2 separate regions of the Ovis aries genome follow, and region 1 is linked to region 2. The links are chromatin contacts, called in public Hi-C maps. All regions are on one chromosome and are shown on one strand. The core of a region is the stretch at or near the end of the contact, and the rest is flanking DNA. Distances in the headings are between cores, read along the strand shown. Region 1 has its middle 27 kb from the start of SMIM13. Region 2 overlaps NEDD9 (neural precursor cell expressed, developmentally down-regulated 9).

The links. Hi-C and Micro-C count contacts between places; a contact is called where the count stands out from the background.
Region 1: a Hi-C map of mixed tissues shows a contact between it and region 2, with 4 times the contacts expected there. The contact joins two enhancer-like sites. A contact is called at or near these places in 2 of 16 Hi-C or Micro-C datasets (liver and mixed tissues).

Annotation. Positions count from the first base shown.
Region 1 is chr20:44,357,155-44,362,406 of ARS-UI_Ramb_v3.0, reverse strand. No RefSeq gene overlaps it. Among named protein-coding and RNA genes, the nearest start is that of SMIM13, 27 kb to the left of the region's middle. Within about 2 kb of position 2,751, at least 15 of the 54 cell types and tissues checked have an H3K27ac peak or open chromatin away from gene starts, as enhancers often do.
Region 2 is chr20:44,181,366-44,186,116 of ARS-UI_Ramb_v3.0, reverse strand. The region is part of intron 1 of NEDD9 (neural precursor cell expressed, developmentally down-regulated 9); the gene reads right to left. Among named protein-coding and RNA genes, the nearest start is that of NEDD9, 120 kb to the right of the region's middle. Within about 2 kb of position 3,391, at least 9 of the 54 cell types and tissues checked have an H3K27ac peak or open chromatin away from gene starts, as enhancers often do.

The DNA of each region.
Region 1 (5,252 bases), core at 1,502-4,001, 180 kb before region 2:
TCTTTAGCATCTGAGTCACCAGGGGAGACCTCCAAGTTTTTCAAAACATTTAACTAGGTTTTCATAGAAACAGCAACCCTTTTCTCACACTCATGGCTTGTTGTAATATTTAATTACATAATTACAAGATCTGAGATGACTGACCTAAGAAGGCTTGGAAACCGTTTGGGTTAAAAGTCATTTGGTGACAAAAATATGTGAACCGTACAAGAGTCTAACCCTCTATCCTTAATCATGTAGCCCACCCGGGGCAGAGACGGTGCATCTCACATACCGGAGCAAATGAAAGCCTCAGCGGGTATCTCCTCCCCCTTCCTGCATGGAACCTTCGAACCTGTGTGCTATCTCTTCCGATCCCCCCCACCCCCGCTGGCCCCACCCCGCATTCGAGGACAGACCCCTCTGCTGGTGTGACCTGAATTTCTCCTCCGGCACTCTGGATCCCCTTACACCTTTTCAGCCAAGTAACACTCAGTTATTCTGTACCCTCGATGGCTCTCTGTCACCTGGGTCATCCTCTTCGACGTCCAAGCATGTTCAATAAACACTCTGCCTCGAAAGAAAGAAGGAAAGGCCCCTCCGGCTCTCTCCCCTCACCACGCCACACTGGACTTCTCTAAGGACGTGTCTCCATGACCCTGGTGCCAAATCTGAGGGACAGTTTCCAGTCCTCAGCTTTGCCTGACTTCCCAACAGCATTCGTGTGGTTGGTTGCTCGTCCCTTCTCTGTTCCTTGAAGGCTTCTCCTCCTTTGGATCTTTCTTTGTGTATTTATTTGGCCACATTAGGTCTTAGTTGCGGCACGTGGGATCTCCAGTTGAAGCACGTGCGGTCTAGTTCCCCGACCAGGGATCGAACGTGGGCCCCCTGTATTGGGAGCACAGGGTCTTAGCCACTGGACCACCAGGGATGTCCTCCTTTGGTTTTTCATGGTACTAGATTCTGCCTCCATTGGTTTTAAGCCTTCTCTCGTTTGCAGGCTTATCCTGCAGTGACCTGTCCAAGCTCGTTGGGGCTACGTTCTTGCCCGCTTTTCCTTCCCGTCTCCCCGGGCAGTCCTGTTTGTGACTTCAGCCTCCGCCTCTCCCCCAGTGGAGCCACATTCCAGGCTTCTGAGACAGCGACCTCCTCGGCGTCTCCTCTTGGTTTCCTTGAACTGTGGTCACACCCCACGTCTTCAACCGCCTTGGACACTGACGTCTTACCAGCTTCCCTGTTGACTCTTGTGAAGCCGACAAAACAGGTGTCACTCCTGACCCATCTTTCAGGTCACTGATTCAGCCTATCAAAGTCTGGTTGATTTTGCTTCTGAAATAGCTCTTGAAACCTTCTCTACTTTTCTCCATTTTTTCCCCCACTATCTGTAGGCAATGAAGTGTAGTAGCCAAGAGGGTGGTCTCTGCAATTAGACCTCTGCGTGCCTCATTTTTCATCTGTACAGTGGGTGTAATAATAGTATCTGTCTCATAGGGGTCTCTGCAAGCCTCATTTTTCATCTGTACAATGGGTGTAATAATAGTATCTGTCTCATAGGGTTTCTGTTAGGATTAAATGAGTGAACCCACACAAAGCAATTAGTGCCCAGTATGTGGAGTTGGAGAAGGAAATGGCAACCCACTTCAGCATTCTTGCTTGGGAAATCTCACGGACAGAGGAGCCCAGCAGGCTTCATTCCATGGGGTGGCAAGAGTCGGACACGATTTGGCGACTAAAGCACCACCACTATAGTATGGGGGAATTCCCTGCCACTAATGCCCACCTGGACCTGCAGAGCAGCTCCTCAAATTCATTACAGTCCCTCTGCAGCCTTCTCCTTGTCACCAGAATAATCTTTTTGAAACTCAACTACGACTCTGTCGGCTCCTTGCATATAGCATGGGAATGGCTTCCCGTTGCCCCCAGAGAAAGGGTGGAAAAGCCTTAACACACTTGGGGACATGGCAGGACTTCACTCACCAGCTTCTCCAGCAGCATCAGGCACCCCTGCCTTCCCTGAGCCCACACTCTGCCCTGGGCCTCCTCTCAGCTCCACGATCACTTTGATCACCTGCACCCTTGTTCCCGCGTCCCTGCTCGGGCTCTCGCCCCTCCCCTGGTCTCCTAGTCATTTGTCCGGTTGCAGCTCAAAGTCGCTTTCTCAGGCAGCGTCTTTGAACACCACCCAGACCATTTCCAGGCAGTCCCTTGGTTACACAGAGTAGTCCTCCTCTCTTCCAGACAAGAGTCGGACACTTGGGCTTCCCTGGTGGCTCCGTGGTCGAGAATCTGCCCAGCATTGTAGGAGACACGGTGCGATCCTTAGGCCTGGAAGAGCCCATGGAGAAGGAGATGGCAACCCACTCCAGTATCGCCTGAGAAATCCCGTGGACAGAGGAACCCTGGTGGGCTGCAGTCCATGAGGTTGCAAAGAGTCGGACACGACTGAGCGACTAAACAACAAAGTGGATTTATTTAAGCTCCATTTCATTTTCCATATCCCCTCTGTTGAATTAATCAATGTAGCAGTATAAGATAGAACTTACAACTGCATATTCAATCTTTTGGTTGGAATCTGAGGGACTTAATTCCTGCTCTGTCAGCATCTCCTGAAAATGGTGGTTGTTTTGTTTAATCAACAAACGCAGAAGTGTATGTTACTGAGATGCTTAGTTTTCAAGCCCCTGACTCCTGTGCGTTTTGTGTCCATAACTCCTCCATCCCTTCTGAGAAGGTCCAAGGAGCCCGTCGAAATGGTCGGAACAGCAGCTTCTGACCACAAGATGGCGTCAGATTTCAGGAATTAGCCAGAGTCCATTGCCTGTCGGGGTGTGTTCCTTTAAGAAGACGTTAAAGGGTTTGATAATTATGTGGCACCGTGTTTTGCGTCATAGGTATTTAGCTTAATCCCCTTTACCTAAAGCAGCTAAGTGAGCGTATAAATCTTTGATCAGACTGGAAGGGGAGGGGGGTTATTCATCGCTAGGTCAGGACAGATGTAAACCAGGGCTATTCGGGCTGTCCAGGGACTTCTTTCCACTCCATTTAGAGCGGAGGCCAGCCAGATGACAATGTATTTACAGACCCTCCGATGAGGGCTTGAAGTCAGAGACAGAGGAGCCCTCCCAAACAGCGCCTGAACTCCACCGACAAAAGTGTGACTCCAGAAACCAGTCAGTTTCAGGAGGGGTGGGGAGAAGGATGCTTGGTCCAAAGGCCCCCATGTTTACTTGTGGGTGCAGCATCCTTACCTTGGGGATATGCCTTAGGACCATAAGGGCTCTGTGTAGATAGGAAGTGCCTTTGATTTGCCCAGGAGCCTGGCAGGCTGCAGCCCGTGGGGTAGGTTGCAAGAGTCGGGCACGACTTAGCTCACTAATAACTGCAGCTTAGCTAACTAAACAACAGCAACAGCAGTTTCATATCTTGCGTTCCCAAGCTCTGTGGGATTGAGGAAGGCAAGGAACATGTCACCCCTCCTTTATAAAAGAGATTGAGGTTCAAGCGGGTGAAGTAACTCGGCCGTGTGTGTGATGGTGCCAAACCCTGGACCCCCGCCTTGTTACTTAGAGAAGGGAAACTGTTTCTTTTTAATTTAAAGCATCCAAATCACCTTAGGTCATTCAGCACAGAGGAGAACGTGTAATGTTCAAATACAAACACGGCACGCAGCCCACACCTGTAAGAGCCTGCCCAGCGGGATAAGCTCGTGGAGAAAGTCACCGTGTGTCTCCTTTCTCCTCTGCGCTCCAGACCACGGCCGGCCTCTGTGTCCTGAGGGCTGGCCTTCCTCACCCCAGGAGGGTCTCAGCAAGCTGGGCTCACTGGGGTTCTGATGGTCCAGCAGGGAGAGGGACCTGCAGTGGGTCAATGGGAAAGGGACACTTGGGGAGAGTGACCCAGTTGGCTTCCCGGGGACCAAAGGCCGAGCTGTGTGTCCTGTTCTCACGCAGCCCTGGGAGGTGGCAGGCCTCCGATGGGGGTGACCTGCGGGTTCTGGGGATCCGAAGGCTTGGCTCAGGGTTTGGAAAGTGCAGCCAGCTTTCCTCCGGCCACGCTGGGGCCGGGGAGTGATGCTGGGAGTGGATCTCACGGGGCGGATGGTGAGCATCTCAGAGGCAGTCCTGAGGGACTGAAGAGTGAAGGTTCCTTTTGCTGAGGTTCTGGCTCTCAGGGAGGGAGCTGGGTTGGCCTGTAGTGACTAAGACTGAATGTCTCACCAGCCGTGGTGGAGAGCTCAGAGTCACAGCTCATTTGGTTTAGACAAAACAATGCAAAACAAAACACGAGACGAGTCTCGCACTGAGTGTTGTCACCTTAACCCGTCCTTGCTAATGATTACAAGTAAGAACAAGCTTGCAGAGCTCTTCCCCAGACCAGAGACAAACACAGGGAGAACCCCACAGCCCTGGGCTTTCTCGTATCTTCCTTCGAATCTCGCATCCTGGGTCCTTGCTCTGTGCTCTCAGACCCAAACGCAGGTCATTTTGCCTGGTCACCTCCTCTGGCCTTTAATTCCCCCCTTCCCACTCACCCCACTTCCTGGTTATCTGACCTGCTAGTGCCCGCAGAGTCACCAAGATGCTAAATGCAGACTCTGGGCCTCTTCCTCATTTCAGTTGACTTGACTCAGAGTCCCAGGCAGGTCAGAACTAAGAATCTGTGTTGTTAAATGTTCCCCCAGCCTTCCCTGGTGGCTCAGAGGGTAAAGTGTCTGCCTGCAATGCAGGAAACCTGGGTTTGATTCCTGGGTCAGGAAGATCCCCTGGAGAAGGGAATGGCAACCCATTCCAGTACTCTTGCCTGGAAAATCCCACAGACAGAGGAGCCTGGTGGGTACAGTCCATGGGGTCGCAAAGAATTGGACACGAGTGAGCGACTTCACTTTTGCTTTCTTTCCAGCTGTTTATGATCCTTTTTATTTAAAACCCCCAGTACTGGGTTGAATAGTGACCCTCCAAACTTTGTGTCCACCTGGGACCTGTAGATGAGGCCTTCTTTGGAAATAGGATCTTTACAGGTTAGCGTGAGGTCCTTCTGGGTTAGCTTGGGCCATAATCCAGTGACTGGTGTCCTTGTAAGGAGAGGGAGTAGCTGTTTGCAGTAGATGGGAACGCCTGTGTGCACGGCCTTGGTCTGTTGCGTTTCCGGAAAAGATTTCTCATGGTGGACATGTATTTTCGAACCTTGGAAACCCAGTGTACAGCACCTCGGGCCTGGTGTGAAATGAGTCCATCGCCCCGTCACCCCTATGGCTGTCATCCTCAGGGGCTGTC
Region 2 (4,751 bases), core at 2,142-4,641:
GGTCTTGATTCCTGTCTCCTGTACAATGTCATGAACCTCATTCCATAGTTCATCAGGCACTCTATCTATCAGATCTTGGCCCTTAAATTGATTATATTCTCTGCAGCAAAAGATGGAGAAGCTCTATACAGTCAACAAAAACAAGACCAGGAGCTGACTGTGGCTCAGATCATGAACTCCTTATTACCAAATTCAGACTGAAATTGAAGAAAGCAGGGAAAACCGCTAGACCGTTCAAGTATGACCTAAATCAAATCCCTGCTCATGATTAGTTAGGTATTATTTAAGAAGACTAAGGCTGTCTCTACAGTTCTCTTTTCTTTCAGAACTCTCACCAGAATCACCCTTGTTATTGTTTTAACTGCTAAGTCATGTCCAACTCTTTGGGACCCCATGGACCTGGTCCATTTATTGCCATGTAGGGTTTTTCTAACATGCACCTCAAAACTCTTCCAGCCCCTGTCCATCATCCTCATTCCTCAATGCCTCCACATCTTAAACTCTAGCATTCTTGGCCTTCCCTGGTGGCTCAGATGGTGATCTGCCTGCAATATGGGAGACGTGGGTTCCATCCCTGGGTTGGGAAGATCCCTTGGAAAAAGGAATGGCTACCCACTCCAGTATTCTGGCCTGGAGAATTCCACAGACAGCGGAGCCTGGCAGGCTACAGTTCATGGGGTCACAAAGGGTCGGACAAGACTGAGCAACTTTCACACGTACGTACCACATTTTAAAATATTTGCTACAGCAGCATCCCACTTCTCAGTAGCAGTTTCTGTCTTAGTCTGTTCAGGTTGCTATAACAAAAATACCATAGGCTGGGTGGCTTATAAGCAAACATCTATTTCAAATGGCTCCACATGCATGCTGAGTCACTTCAGTCGTGTTTGACTCTTTGCAGTCCCATGGACTGTAGCCCACCAGGCTCCTCTGTCTGTAGGATTTTCCAGACAAGAATACTGGAGTGGGTTGCCATGCCCTCTTCCAAAGGATCTCCCTGACCTGGGAATTGAACCCATGTTTCACGTCCCTTGCATTGGCAGGCGGGTTCTTTACCTCTAGCGCCACCAGGGAAGAACTTCATATAGCCCTGGAGGCTGGTAAGTCCAAGGTCGGCATCAGCAGATTTGGTGTCTAGTGGGAACCTTCTTCCTGGTTCATAGACGGCATCCTCTTGCTGTCCTCACGTGGCGTAAGGCACAACCTTATGATGTCCTTAAAGGAGCACTAACCCCATTCCTGAGGGCCCCACCTTCACGACCCAATCACCTCTCAAAGGTCCCACTTCCTAAAACCATCACGCTGAGGGTTAGGTTTCAACATTTGAATGGCAGAGCCACAAAGCATTCATTCTATGGCGATTATTTAATACAGTGTAGCAGTGAGGCAGGATGATTTAAGAGCCTTTTATCTCCATGCGGAAGGCTGCAGAAATAAAGAGCTCAACGATGTTTAAATGGAAATTGACAGTTCCATAATGAATGTTTGACTGGAGGAAACGAGGGTGTTTAAAGCTGATCTCCTGAGATAAGCAGAAAGAGAGGGGCTCCACCTCCTTCCCATAAGGACCCCTGTGCCGGTCTCTGAAAAGTGACACTAGACCAGTCTTGCCACAAATCTTTGGGTTTATCTCATTCAGCCACTCTTGCTGTGGAACAGAGGTGAGCTAATCTCCTAAGTGAGTTTGCCATTTACCGTTTGACACAAATAGTTTTTCCACATTAGTGTTAAAACAGGCTGAGAAACACAGACCTCCCTGGGAAGAAGTGGCAGTGGCCCCATGGCAGCAGCAAGCCCAGGCCTATGGGGTGGGGGCTGGAGTTCAAATGCACCAAGAGCTGTTTTTACACTGATCCACTCTAAGTCTTTGAGTGCAATGGCTGATTATTGGGTCAACAAACATGAAAAGCTTTGTCACTGGCCCAAGTTTGAACCAGAAGCAACATGTCTTTCACGAGCATTTGAGGATGAAAGATCTAAGATTAAAACAGAAAATCTTGGTCCCAGTAAGCACCATTTGAGGGTCTTTGTTCACACGTGTTTTGCCCTAAAAGAAAAAGTAAAGCAAGAAGACCTACGAAATGTCCTTGATCTTTTTCTCAGCCCAGGGTTGTAAACCCTGAGTTACCTCATGCGTCCACTACAGGAACTGTAGGGTAGGGTTTCCAATGGGACGTTGAGCTTGTAGCTTAGTAAAATGATGACACTCATAAACGGTGGTGCAGTGAACAAAGGTTCAGGGAACATTTGACTGAGTGCACGTTTGACCATATCATCCTTCTTAGACCCTTGAGACTCATCAGAGGCTCTCTATTACCTGCAGGATGGGGGCGGGGGTCTCCTGGTTAGTACCTACGACTCTCACCTTTGCTTCCAACCCCCTGAGGTTCTTCCAGTTCTTCAAACGCTTCATGCTTTCTTGTAATCCCACCCCTTAGCATGCACTGTTAGCTCACAGTCATATGCACCTTCCCTGAGAAACCAACCTCGACAGCCCTTGAATTAGCTTCTCCTTTGCACTCTGTGCTACATTTCATTATAGCATCCGTCGAGTCCTACTGAAATTACCTCCCAAGTCAACTGTGAGCTTCCTGAAGCCAGGGCTGGGGGCTAGGTTACAGTGGTCCATACACTTTCCCAACACCTAATCCAATGCCAGGCACAAAAGGAGGAGCAGGTCCATAAATGCTCAATGAGGAAACAAGTGATTCCAATTAACTGTGCATGACGGAGAGCTTTTTGATAAAGGTGCATCCCACATTTTCTCTTTGGCAGAATACTATGAGACTGCCTCGTTATCAGCTCCACATAAGGGATAGTCCTAAACTCCCTGGTTTCCCTTAAGACAGAAAGAAAGTAAGAAGGGAAATCGCTCATACACTTTGGGAAAAGAACAAAGAAGAAGGGAAGGAAGGAAGGTAGGAAGGTCCTTGGCTTCTGAAAGTCTACCTCAGGTGCAAGAGAAGAGATTATTTATATTCTGCTCGGAAACTTGACCCATGAACATAAAGAAAGAAAGTGACTGAAATTTATTACTTTACATTCATAAGATGAAAAGGAGTCTTTCAGCTCCTCATTGGTCAATAGACTCAAGTTATATTTCAACCATAAACCTTTTCTAAAGAAGCCCAGGAGTGTAGGTAGGAGCTGCATTAGACAATGGAGACCGAGCTGCACCTATTGTGCAGTGCCTGATTAATTAGTCTGTTGCCCAATACCGCCACTTTTCATTTTTTGGAAATGAATAAGCTGTATTATTAGCCTCCACTGGACTTATTGTGCCTCACGGGGACTGAGGCCCCTCTTGGAAAGGGCCGCTCCTTGTCCTCCCCCTGTCACTGTGCAAAGACAAAGCCCTGTGGAGAAGGAGGAGCCAGGACAAGCCGCCCTCCCAGGACGCCGGGACGAGGTCAGGGGAGTGACCGGTGCAGAGGCGGACAGGGCCGCACTGCGCAGGGAGGCTTGCCCACGTGGTGGAGAAGGCTGTCTCTGCTTGCATCTCTCTGAGACAGCTCATCAGGTGCGGCTGGATTTGGGACTGCCAGCAGCTGTGTTTAGGGGTGCCTTTGTCTTATCTACCCACATCCTTTGAGGATTTCAGGGCAGGCCATTTTTATCTCTCTTAATGAATGCCCTGGCAGTTTCTGAACACGGGGCTGTGTTTGCATGCCCTGAGGAGTGTTTATTTTCACCGCTGTTGAGATTGACTAGGACACGTATTCACGGACTCCTTTTGGATGTCTTTTTTTCTCTGACCTTCCCTCCAGTTCAGACCTGAACAGGAAGACAACTGCAGGGAGAAAAGTTTCTGCCCGGAAGTTGGGGTTTCCTGGTTTTCTCTTTTTTTTTTTTTTTCACACCTTAACAGCTCATCAGTCACCTCAGCATACTATTTGTAGTCCTTAAACAGTTTGCAAATCTGTCCTCTAGGTTGGCTAAATAAATACGTCACATCAGTTAAAATTCAGGTTATACAAATTCACTTAGTGGAATAGGGAAATAAGATATATAGAGTGGAAAAATCAGGTTACAAAAAATAGTCTGAGTAAATGATTATAGATGCTCACATATATGATCTTGAAAAAAAAATCTAATAGTATACACACAAAAACAATCATGCTTACTCCTGGACTGGAATTAAGGAGTTTGGGGATTCTAGAAGTTTGTTTTACTTCATACACATTTAAAGATTTTTCCAATGAGCTTGCATTAACTTGCATAATCTGGAAAATAATACAAAATTTTAAGCAAATGAAATGTACGCTTGCTAACAGGGGGAGACAAGTCTTCCTTCTCCTCTCTCTTTCTGTCATCACAACCTTGGTTCATCGCTCACTGTTTCCCTCATCTACAAAAATTTCTTTGCATGTTACCCTCTGCTTAATCTTCCACCTTTATCCACTTTCTTTCAGAAAGGTCTTTCTATAAAGGAAATCTGACCAAGTAACTCCTCTAAATGCTCCAGGGTTTCCTGCAGGATGAGTGAGTGAGTGAAAGTCGCTCAGTCCTGTCCGACTCTTTGCAACCCCCGGGCCTATACAGTCCATGGAATTCTCCAGGCCAGAATACTGGGAGTGGGTAGTCTTTGCCTTCTGCGGGGGATCATCCCAACCCAGGGACTGAACCCTAGTCTCCCACACTGCAGGCAAATTCTTTACCAGCTGAGTCAAAAAGGAAGCCCAAGAATACTGGCGTGGGTAGCCTATCCCTTCTCCAGAAGATCTTCCAGGCCCAGAAATTGAACCAGGGTC